Linked DNA regions of Xenopus tropicalis: region 2 is linked to region 1. A link is a contact called in public Hi-C data. All regions are on one chromosome and are shown on one strand. Each heading gives the region's core, a stretch centred on a gene start, on an enhancer-like site or on the middle of the called end of the contact. The rest is flanking DNA. Distances are from core to core; before and after follow the strand shown.

What was found. Hi-C and Micro-C count contacts between places; a contact is called where the count stands out from the background.
Region 2: a contact with region 1 is called in a Hi-C map of gastrula embryo, with 3 times the contacts expected there. The contact joins the promoter of hes5.8 here to the promoter of hes3 in region 1. A contact is called at or near these places in 2 of 5 Hi-C or Micro-C datasets (gastrula embryo and neurula embryo).

What each region holds. Positions count from the first base shown.
Region 1 is chr7:98,778,376-98,784,201 of UCB_Xtro_10.0, forward strand. hes3 (transcription factor HES-3) reads left to right here and starts at 2,175. Exons shown (of 4, transcript XM_002933842.5): 1 at 2,175-2,385; 2 at 2,509-2,604; 3 at 2,845-2,926; 4 at 3,374-3,984. The coding sequence starts at 2,332. The coding sequence ends at 3,765.
Region 2 is chr7:99,551,461-99,557,286 of UCB_Xtro_10.0, forward strand. hes5.8 (transcription factor HES-5) reads right to left here and starts at 3,742. Exons shown (of 3, transcript XM_031905854.1): 1 at 3,653-3,742. The coding sequence starts at 3,688. hes5.9 (hairy and enhancer of split 5, gene 9) reads left to right here and starts at 4,528. Exons shown (of 3, transcript NM_001044486.1): 1 at 4,528-4,621; 2 at 5,444-5,624; 3 at 5,804-5,826. The coding sequence starts at 4,559.

The DNA.
Region 1 (5,826 bases), core at 925-3,424:
CCTTGCATTAACTCCATCACTCTTTTTGTCGCCCCCTGATATTTTTCCTTTTTATTTTCACCAAGGTAGGGGGTACCCGCCCCACAGATGTTATGTATCTAAGCTGGACTGCACTGAATTTTCTTTGGGTTACATCAATGCATATATTCATATAGACTAGAATCCTTTGGGTAACATATAGCAACAGAGAATGGGATTTTTGAGGTACATATGTCATTATAGACTGCCATTCTTTTGGTTACGTACTTCGGTTTAGCCAATATGAAAACCAACGTGCAGATCATCTGTTTCTCTGGTGGTAAACCCTGTTTCTTATGTGAATGTGTTTATATGAAATCTGGATACTTAAGTCAGGTGTTATCATGGAAATTGATCTATTTACTGGGTGTTTGAGTGGCCATTATTCTATACTGGGACCATTTGATCTTTCTGTTCTGCTTTGTTGTGTTTTGCCTTCCCTTTTAACTGCAAATGAGTGGCTTCCATTCAGGTTGTAAAGCGGCCGATGAAAACAGGCTTCATACACAGTGAAACCATCATTAAATAACAAATTACTTCAACAGCGCTGCTAATTTGCCCATTTGCTGGGCCGGTCGGTCACACCCGCTGCTCCACTGCCGAAAGGTGCGCCCTCATTGTCTCACTGTATTGGGGCAATTAGCTCCCAGGGACCCAGCAGGCAATAGAGATTCTCATAGAGATGCTTATTGGGAAGGGTGGCACAAAACAGGCACAACAGAGGCACAATATGGGCACATCTGAGTTGTACACACACACACACAAGTTGTACCACAAGGCTGAAACACAGGTGATGTTATTCGCAAATCCAAACACAAATGATTTAATGTTACTTGTTTTAGTTGTGTTATAAGGAATTGTAGTTGGTTTCTAAAGAATAATAATGATCAGAGATCATGAAGCCAATTCAACAGGCTACACTTGCAGTAAATGCCCCATTGGGTGTAGGAATGGCACAGGATACGTTCCGTTCTGGGGGCTGCTGGAAGAGAAAGGAATGGGCCTTTCTACCTGGGGGGGGGGGCTGACTGCGCCTTATGGTTTTTATGTCTTGATCAAAAGCGGAAAATCAGTGCATCTCTCATTTCCGAGCTATAAAGGGCAGAAAATTGCCTTATTGTTGGGCCATTAGCCATAGCCAGGTGCCCCCGCTGTCTGAGCATAGCATGACAGCCACACAGAAAGTAGTAAATTGTGCCGCTGGCAAGGCTGGGCTGGGGGTCTCTGTGGGTCTCTGTGGGGGACATTTCATGCTCTGTGGGGGGGACCCCACGTGGCTAAGAACATAGCAGTACAGGCTGCAAGGGGAATATTAATGCCCCCCTTCCTCCCTTCATATGTATGAACCTGAGAAGAGCCTGAGGAACCTCTGCCATTGCTACTTATTATTGTATATGATTAATATTAACATGTATTTATAAAGCGCCAACATATCCAGCAGCCTTGTACAGTAAATGGGTGTATACATTAAACATACAAAAACTGCACAAAAGAGCCATAATAACCTGGACTGTAGTTCCTACAGGATACCTACAGGATATATAATTAGTGGGGCATGTTGTGCTATCTATCTATCTATCTATCTATCTATCTATCTATCATCTATCTATCTATCTATCTATCTATCTATCTATTTATCTATCATCTATCTATCTATCTATCTATCTATTTATCTATCATCTATCTATCTATCTATCTATTTATCTATCATCTATCTATCTATCTATCTATCTATCTATCTATCTATATCTATCTATATATCTATCTATTTATCTATCATCTATCTGCCTGTCTATCTATCTATCTATCTATCTATCTATCTATCTATCATCTATCTTTTATTTATCTATCTACTGTATCTGTCTTGAAGTTATCCACACGAATTCTCTGCCTCCTGTATTTGGCTGTATAGAAGAAAATTTCCTTTCTTCCAATCAGCAGTAAATGAATCTGTACCCTCAGATAGACATAGGAGACTTTAACAACCAGAAGACTCCCATAAAATGCAATCCCCTCTATAACCAAAGCTTGGCATGAATGAGTTCATGGTTGACTGGGCAATGGACTGATGCTTTCTTTCTATTGATAGCCAAAGGCCAGGGGGTCAAGTGCTGCATTCAGATGTAAATCTGCTTGCCCCTATAAATCCGCATTCCTACACGGACTCTACCTCAGTCTCACTTGGAATCTCATAGAGCATCTATCTCAGTCCCCCTCTCTGCTGACCCACTCTGGCCCCCAGCCTGCTTGCCCCACTCAGCTCCTCACTGGTACATTACCCGGGTCTGTGCGCAAAAACCGAATTTCTCAAACATGGGGACTCACTCCGAACCTCAAACAGAATCCAACCCGATCAGCCTGAGAAAGGTTAGTATCTTGTGCTGTTCTCTCTCTCTCCTCCCTAATTCCCCCCATCGGTGCTGTAATTCCATGACTGGCTATGGAGGAACCGGCCACTCACTTCTGCTCTCCCTTCTTCTCTCTGTTCAGGTATCTAAACCTTTGATGGAAAAGAAAAGAAGAGCAAGGATCAATGTATCTCTGGAGCAACTCAAAGGCCTTCTAGAAAAGAACTACTCCCAAAATGTAAGTACTAGTGACCTAGCGAACTAAAGTAAATAATTGTCCCGTTATATATACATGTATGGGCCACACTATAAATACATAACTAATAATACCATCAGTCACATATCAGTGACAAACATGCAGTACAATTCAGTGTCCCTTTCCTTCTGTACTGTGGTGGCATAAATGATATGGTTCGTGTATAAAGTAAATGTAATACTGAAGTGAAGGCGAGTTTAACCGATTATTTGGTTCTTTTAGATTCGGAAGCGCAAGTTGGAGAAAGCAGACATTCTTGAATTGACTGTAAAATATCTGAAAACCCTTCAGAATTCCATTCAAGGTAAGTCATTTACACCCCGTGGCTTTTCTCACAAGCTCTTCTTTCCTCCCCATAAATTCTCTGCTCCTTTAAACTGAGTTCATTGTCCTCTCCTTTGTGCCCCCCAAAACTCTTCTCGTTTCTGCATCTCTTCTCGGCCCCATTTTCTCAAACCCTTTCCTGCCACCGTGTTTTTCCTTCTTAACTTGGCCTTTCTTTCAGTTCAGATCCCTTCACTTCTACCTGCAGTATCCCCACCCCTGCCTATGTTCCCATTTTATTTCCCGTCACATTCTCTCTTATGTCGCTGTTCCTTCTGATGTTATTGCCCCCCCCCCCCACAAGTGATAGTCTCTACACTTCTTTCCCTTCTGTTATGCCTGATCCCCTTTTCCTTCTACTATATTTATTGTATGATACCATAAAGCTGCTGGTGCCATCATGTCTCTTTATGCTTGTTCTTAGCAGGAAATCCACTGTACAGAAGTACTGAGTACCAAGCTGGATTCCGAAACTGCCTTAATGGAGTGAACCAATTCCTGTTGAGAGCGGATGAGTCAGGCCAAGCCGCCCACCTTACCCAAGACATTGCCCGGGCATTGCCGGCAGTAAATACATCTTATTTCAGCACTAAGGACAGCGCCTCACCCCCAGCCAACACCACTCCTTACACACAGATTTTGGCTGGAAAAATGGGCAACTCAGTCACTGGGACCCAAACGACCAAGCGCAGGATCGCACCATCTGACTGTCAGTTACCTACTGACCGATCCTCAGGACATTTAGCAATTCAGGGCCATGGGCTGGTGGCACCTAGTAGCAACGGAGCCATTAACCAAGACGTGTGGAGACCATGGTGAACTCCTTGTTTTGAAACAATTCAAATAGCTCTAAGCTCTAACAGAGCTGAATACAGGTTGTTCTTTATAAGAATGGATTCTGGTATATACTATGTATATGGATCTTTTAATTATATATATATATATATAGATAGATAGATATATGCGCAAAATGTACTTTGTTTATACAAATAAATACTATATTTTATCGTGTAATATGCTTTCTTTCCTTAATAAAACATTTGTATATATGCTTGCCCGCTGATCATTTTAAAAGGTCTATCAACATTTTTTATGGTTCTTAATAGATTTTAGACTTTTGCTTTCAATTCAACTGCTGGGGTTACTAACCTTAGCAACCACATGATGGTTTGAATAACAGACTGCAATACGACCAGGAGAAGAATTAGTATAAAACAGTAGAAATGTAGTTTCATAGGTCAGCATCCCATTGGTGCAAGGACCAGTGACCCCTAGTAGCAACCAGAAAAAGTCCCAGGTTGGCAGTTGCAGATTTGCGCATCTAACATTGCTCTTCCAACCCCATTTACACACGCCAGTACAGAACATTGCAACTTGCGTTGCTCTATTCGAGGCTGAACTCCCAGCAGCCCCTGCCAACATGGAAAGTCATGTATTTTAAAACAGCTGGAGCCTCCTGGAGGCAGAAGGTGTAATTACTAACTGACTGAAAATATGAAGTTATAGACAGATCAGCCCGATGACCATGACCTGCAAAGTTTTTGGGTCTACAGAACATTTCCAGCTAGATCCTCCTGTCTATATGATTTTAACGTGTTGCTATTCCACAAATGACACTCACAGTCCTTCATACACACAGGCAATTAGCTGCATCTACACTCAGGCTAAAAGGGGCATTTTGGTATTACTGAATCTAAAACGTTTAGGGATAATAAGGCATTAATCTGAGGAGCATATTCAAAAACCCATCGTGATACTTTGTATTTACTAGAAAACCAGTGCAGCACTTACAGAACAACACCGTTTTGCACAAGATCATTCTTATTGACAGACAGAGAGGCGCAACATTGATTCATTGCAAGTTTACAGAGTTGTAGTTTAGCTGGTTGTTGCTCTTCCAATTAGGACTCGGATATGAGTAAGCGGCATGTATGTACATTTAATATTTGATTGGTACATACATTTGTATGTCAGTAGTATCATATACACACATATCTAACTAGTCCATACACCAGTATATCGAAGTCAATTCATACACGCATTTAATAAAGCACAAAGAGTACCAGGGAGTTTGCACCCTGTAGCCCCAAAGATCAGGAGTAACTGCCGTGTAGCACAAACTGCATTAGGACTTGTGACCTGTAACTTTCCGCGTTGCCCTATAGCTGAGGCAGCCATGCTCTGTAAGGGCAGGTGGTTCCCATTCTCGGAACTACATTATATGCTGTTACTGGTGATAATCGTGCATATGGGCTACTAGCATACACAATACAAGGTTTTATTGGGGTTCAAGACCTGTTTACAATGCAAGGTATGGTCTGCTCTAGCTTGTAACAAGGAACGTTAAAAAAGTAGTAATTCTGACCCCATTACATTTAAATGGATGGTTCACTTTTAAGTTAACTTTTAGTATGTCATAGAATGGCCAGTTCTAAGCAACGTTTCATTTGGTCTTCAATTTCATTTTTCTTTTTATAGTTTTTTAATTATTTGCCTTCTTCTTCTTACTCCAGCTTTCAAATGGGGGTCGCTGACCCCAGCAGCCAAAAAACGATTGCTCTGCAAGGCTACAATTTTATTGTTATTGTTACTTCTTATTACTTATTTTTCTCTTCAGGTCTTCTCCTCTCCTATTCATATACCATTCTCTCATTCAAACCACTTCCTGGTTGCTAAGGTTATTTGAACCCCAGTAACCAGACAACTGCTGAAATTCAAAACTGAACAAAAATTAGATAATAAAAAAACAGAAATAATAAAAAGTTAAGACCAATTGGAAATGTTTTAGAATATTATTCTCTACAACATAAAAAAAGTTAAATCACAGGTGACTGTCTTTTGATATCTAAATATGAACATCAACACGGCCTACTCTTTGTC
Region 2 (5,826 bases), core at 2,492-4,991, 770 kb after region 1:
TTTAATCTTTAGCTAAACTCAGTTTATAGACACGCTGCTTATACAGGTACAGAATCATGGAGATACCACAGTGCTCACAGCAGGGGGTTGAGTTGCAACTTCCTGAGTTCATTAGCCAGACTAAACATCTCACAGCTAGGTGAGAACACACTTTCACACTGTCCCTCATTAGGGCCATAAGAAGTGAGACTGAGGGAAGCTCAGGGAGGGAACTGGATGGGGAGTAATAAATAGCCTCTTGCTTTACATTAGCACTTCCAAGACATTCTGCTCAAAGGCATATTTTTAGTTATAAAAGTTCCCTTGTGTTATCCCAGAAAACATTTTTTTCTGTAGAGGTCTCCACAAAACTGTTATGCATTTCACATTTTCTTTATAGATTGTCTATAAGATATGTGCTCTCTAAACAGGGTTTACATTGACTATATTGTCTGACCTCTGTTTTCTTAATTATGTTATAACTCTCTTATTATAAAGAGGAGGTAAGTTTAAAAATACTGAATGCTCTAATATCAGTTTATTTAAAGGAGTGTCTTACCCAAAATCATTGCCATACATTACAAACTTATGACACACAATAAGCATTACTGCATGCTACACAAGTAAATAACGTCACTGGGGCATTTTAACCTCTGCTGCCCTCTGGTGGAGGACAGTGGCACTCAAACTGCCCCAATTGCCTTTCACCAATCATGATAGAACTAAATATAAAGTGCCCTAGTGATCACATGCTGGGAAATGACTGTGTACCTTGTATGATTCTTTTCATTTAGTTATTTAGAAGGATAGATGACAACAGGGGCATTTTATTGGCCACAAGACTGTCGTTCATTCTGTACCACCACCATAGCCAACTAGGATGCCAACTGTGGTTTGACAAGCTCAAAACAGATAGAAAACAGAACAAATTGTTTACTTCTACTAACTGCCAAGCAGCTGGTCCCGTGTTAATTTTATCACTCATGTTGTGCCCCATATTATACATATAAAATATTTCAGTCATTGGTTAGAGTAACCAAGGAGGCCTTTGCAGTCAAAATATAAAGCCAGCCCATTGAAATATTGATAATTTTGGATTAACACACTGAGTAATAATAGCTGGATATTTTAGCTGATGAAGAACGTTTGATACCTCTCTGTTCTACCTATTATTGATATAAATGACAGGTGGCACAGAGAGATAAAGGTGATATGCCATGGGAGTTAGAGGGTGTTCAGTGAGTCAGTGCATGAATGATGTCTTAGATTGCAGTTAGAGTTGCGTCAGCATAGTTTCTACAGATGCAGGGTCAGTAGGGAGCTCCAGTGCAGCAGTCGCCCTCCTGTGGACACACTATACAGGGACCCCTGTGCAGTATAAAAAATCATTTGTGTGGGCAACCTGCTGTTGTAGAGAACTTCATTCTTTGCTGGTGGAGAAAAGACTAATACAGACAAAAACTGGCCTAAATATGTATGTATTAATAAGAGTTGAATCAAACTGTTACAGTGCACAGGGGACAAAATGTCAACCCTATAAGGCCCAACTTAAGTTATAGGTCCTTAAACTGTGTGGCTGACCTCACTATAGGGGCCAAAGCTGTGTAGGAGAGAAAGGGGGCTCAGTCTGAAGGCCAGTTGAGGTATTGTAGGTTTTGTGTTTAATGTTCCTGCCATGAGTCAACCTTGCTTCAGACGCCACTGAGCGGCCAGTTACCAGGTGCAACAAAAAGTTGCCTCTTTTTACATACACTGTATATTCCCTATACAATTGCAAAGAGGTCAGTTTGCTATTTCTTTCATAAAGAAATAACCTATATGGGGTATTAGCATGGAGGATATGACATAGATCACACAAAAACAAAAGTGTCTGCTCTGTCTTTATGATGGTAGTTTGCTAGTCAGAACCTGGAGAAATTCCTCTTGGCAAAAAAATAATTAATTGCCCTTTTAAAAAATTGGCAAACGCAAAGTTTAGCACTGGCAAAATTTCAACTGGCACCGTAACTTATAGGACTCACATTTTAATTTAAAATTTTGGTAAAAATACACCAAACTGTAACTTTCACCCTTTAGTAAATATATACCCCAAAGTGTCTCAATTCAAATTGCTCCATAAATAGATGCATCTAATATAATCCATAGTGTGGGAATAGGCCAGTCTGCCATGAAACTGAAGTGCAGAGAGCAGTTCACATTGGTCTGTGAGATCTGACACCTGTATGTAAAGGAAGGCAAGGTGAGAGAAGGAGGGGCTGGAGACATGTTGGTATCTGTTCATCAAAGCAGTTCCCACAAGATCAAAGTCTTGGTGCTACATTGCCGTGGGAATCTCTTCCTATGCATAACAGCAGCATTAGGTATTCAGCATGGGACTGGGGCCATGAATTCAGCCATAAAGCCATATTCACTGGGATATCATATCAGAATTTTGCCTTATCTTTGGCTATGGACCCAGTGCTGTGCCAAAGACTGGTGAATAACAAATGACATACCAAGACAGAATTTAACAAGGACCCTGTCCTGAAGCATGCACTCCGTTCCTCTAGTTTATAATAATTATAAATATTCAGTGTAGTAATAAATATTCAGTGGGTTTTTTTGCTGAGGATGTTAATGCCATTTTTGCAACACAGCAGCAGAGCAGTGCATTGACAATAATAGTGGGAAACAGTAATGTAACGTCGCATTGGGCCCCCTTGCAAAAAAATATTCTAAGGGGGCCCAGTGCAAACAGTCGCTCCTCCCCCACAACCTCCCAGCCTGCTCGAGCTACAACTCCCAGCCCACACCACAATTTTAGAGGTAGGAAAGGAACTGGGGTGGGGGGACCCCACAGTCCAGGTCCCCCCATACAGACAGACACCCGTTGCCCAAAGAACATATTAATGCGCCATCATTGTCCGATGAGATTTTTTAACATTGCCAACTGACTGATATCTGGTCCACTTTCAGACAGATATTAGGCCTGTCAGTGGGAGTCAGCAGCTTTTATTGGCCGATGTATGGCCAGTTTTTTTTTTTGTATCATAAAAAATTAGTTACCTGAATATATATTAAAAAGCACTGGATCACTGATATGGATATGGGATATTTTATGCGAAAATCCTTTATGCAAAATGTTTTGTTTGGAAAGCGCTAATCCCTAGCATTCTGAATAAGAGTTAACATGCCTGTAATGATGGGGGAAGAAAAAGTGTCAAGTGATACATCACTACATGGAGTCATATACCTGCTCTGCTTCCCTTTCAACCATAATTGTAAAGTATAGACCAGTCTGCAGAGCACACTTACTGACTATTGTAAACTTCCACTCTGTGATGCACACTTACTGGCTGTTATCCCAGAATGGAATGCACACTTCCTAGCAGCTGTAAAATCCCAGGCTGCTATGCACACTCCCTGCCTGTTGTAAAAGCCAGTCTGCAGCACACACTTATTGATCAGTGCCAGATAACAGCTGGTAATGCATACGCTAGGCAAGTACATAGGCTCTGCAACACAACAGACTTATAGATTCATTTAATAAATTTATATATTTTTTTCCATGCTTCAAAAGACGTCAGCGTACACTACAATATTTTTTTTTTTTGTGTGGTCTGCCCCCACCCCTAATAAAGTATACTTACTGTTAAGGCAATGGCATATAAGGTGATTTGCCCACTTTAAATACCTTGTTTAAATTTTCTTTTAAAGAATCCATTGACATCTATGGTTATGGCCTGCAAATGCTTGTGTCAGGAGACTGGTTTCTGAAAGTGCCCCATTGACTTCTATGGCAATCAACTAACAAACAAGCATTTGCAGGTGATCCCAATGGAGGACATTACTGGGTACATTGGAACTGCACCTTAAAACCTGAAGTTCTGTGTACCATAGCCCTTAGCTTTTTAGCTACAAGGTGTTCATATGGCACTGGCTATAGTTTAAATCCATAGTTTGAAGTATGGGTACCAATCTGCAAATGCACACGTTTTAATTAATTGAATTCATTTTTTAAAAATGTAATTAATTATCAGAAATAAAATAATAAAGTGTGTCATCCAACACAGAAAAGTAATTCTAAAATCTTTCTGATCAGTTACCTTTTTTTAAAAATTAAACATACTTTATGACTTTGTGCCTCTTCTGCTAGGTGAGTAATTTATTTAAAGTATTATGATTCGGGATATCTGTAGGATCAGTAGCTGACACGAGCTGTAAACAAAACAGAGTCTTTGCATTGCAGACACAAGCCCAGCAGCCACACAAGTTCCCTTAATAGTGATATTTAAAGGCTTAACGTCAATGTTTTGATAACAACAGATGTGAAAGGAAGAGCAGGAGATCAATTAGCCCATGTTGTATAGCCTGGTGCTTTCCCACACTCTTCTTCCTCTCCAAGTTTTATTCCAGGCTCCATATGCACTGCTGTCCTGTTCCACACTTCCATTGTCTCACCGGCCTCTCTCATTGGCTGCTGAGTGTGGGAACCTCCAATTCACACTTGGCTGCCAGTATTTAGCCTATATAGGAAGGCTGCTCCATTCACAGATATTAGACTGCCGGACTACAGACACGTGGACTTATCTGCTGCACTATGGCTCCCTATAGCAACAGGATGCACCACATGGAGAATAACATTGGCAAAGATATGAGAAAGGTACAGTTTGATTCCAGTGTATTATAATAGCATGCTTTTATTAACAAATCTGTCCCTGCTGGATGGATACCAATGTGTTTAGCCACCTTAACTGTTTCCATATATGGATTGGATTTCTCTACTCCCAATCTTGGCCCTAGGATTCTGGCCAGTTTTAGCTTAGGGCAGAAAGAAAATTTGCTTTTGGCCCCCGACGTTTGGCTTGGATTTTTGTAGTTCAAATGCTGAACATTGCCTTGTTTGTATGCTACTAGGCTATACATATCAATGTATTTTAATATTTGGTCATTTGTAGCAGTGCAATGAATAACTAGGAAACAAATTACAGATAATAAATAGTCCAACATGCACATATTATGTAGGCTCTGCCATCCCTGGCAACTGAGATTATTTTGTTGGTAATTGTAATACTATGCAACAACCCTATTAATAAGTAGGGTTATGTAAATATCTATTAGAGTATAGGGAGAATATTTTTTCTCTACATGTTTGCGTCTGTAGATATTAGTGGGAGCTACCAAATAGCTTGATCCTAAGCAGAACATCACCATTTAGTGGTAAAAACATATTGTAGTAAAAAGATATTGTGCTAGAAAACACTTTCCCCTGATTCTTATCATACCCTCCCAGATATCAGACTTAATGATAACACAATGAACAACCCCACCCAGTAAAGACTCTTTCCTCGTGTGGCCAGCTGAAATACTGGGTCACAATTTATGAGAATGCTAAATATGGATATGGACTCAACTGTGCGCATTTCTGGGTATGTGGGGGCTACATGGTTCTGTACTAATAGGCTTACTATATTTCCTTCCCTAGATGAGAAAACCAGTGGTTGAAAAGATGAGGAGAGATCGGATTAACAGCAGCATCGAGCAGCTCAGGATGTTACTGGAGAAAGAGTTTGATAGTCATCATCTCCCATCCAAACCAGAGAAAGCTGACATTCTGGAGGTGGCAGTGAGCCTACTGAGACAGCAGCTTCAAATCATGGGCAAACGTGAGTGATTCCTTAACTCCCTAACTCACTAAAATTTGTGTATTATAATGAAAAAGTACTATATACTGTATATATATATATATATATATATATATATATATATATAAAGTTCTAGTATAGTTAAATCCCTGCCTAGACAGCAAATGTTAATTTGTTTTTTGTTTTTTTCTCCATTATAGCTGTGCCAACTTCCAAACATATT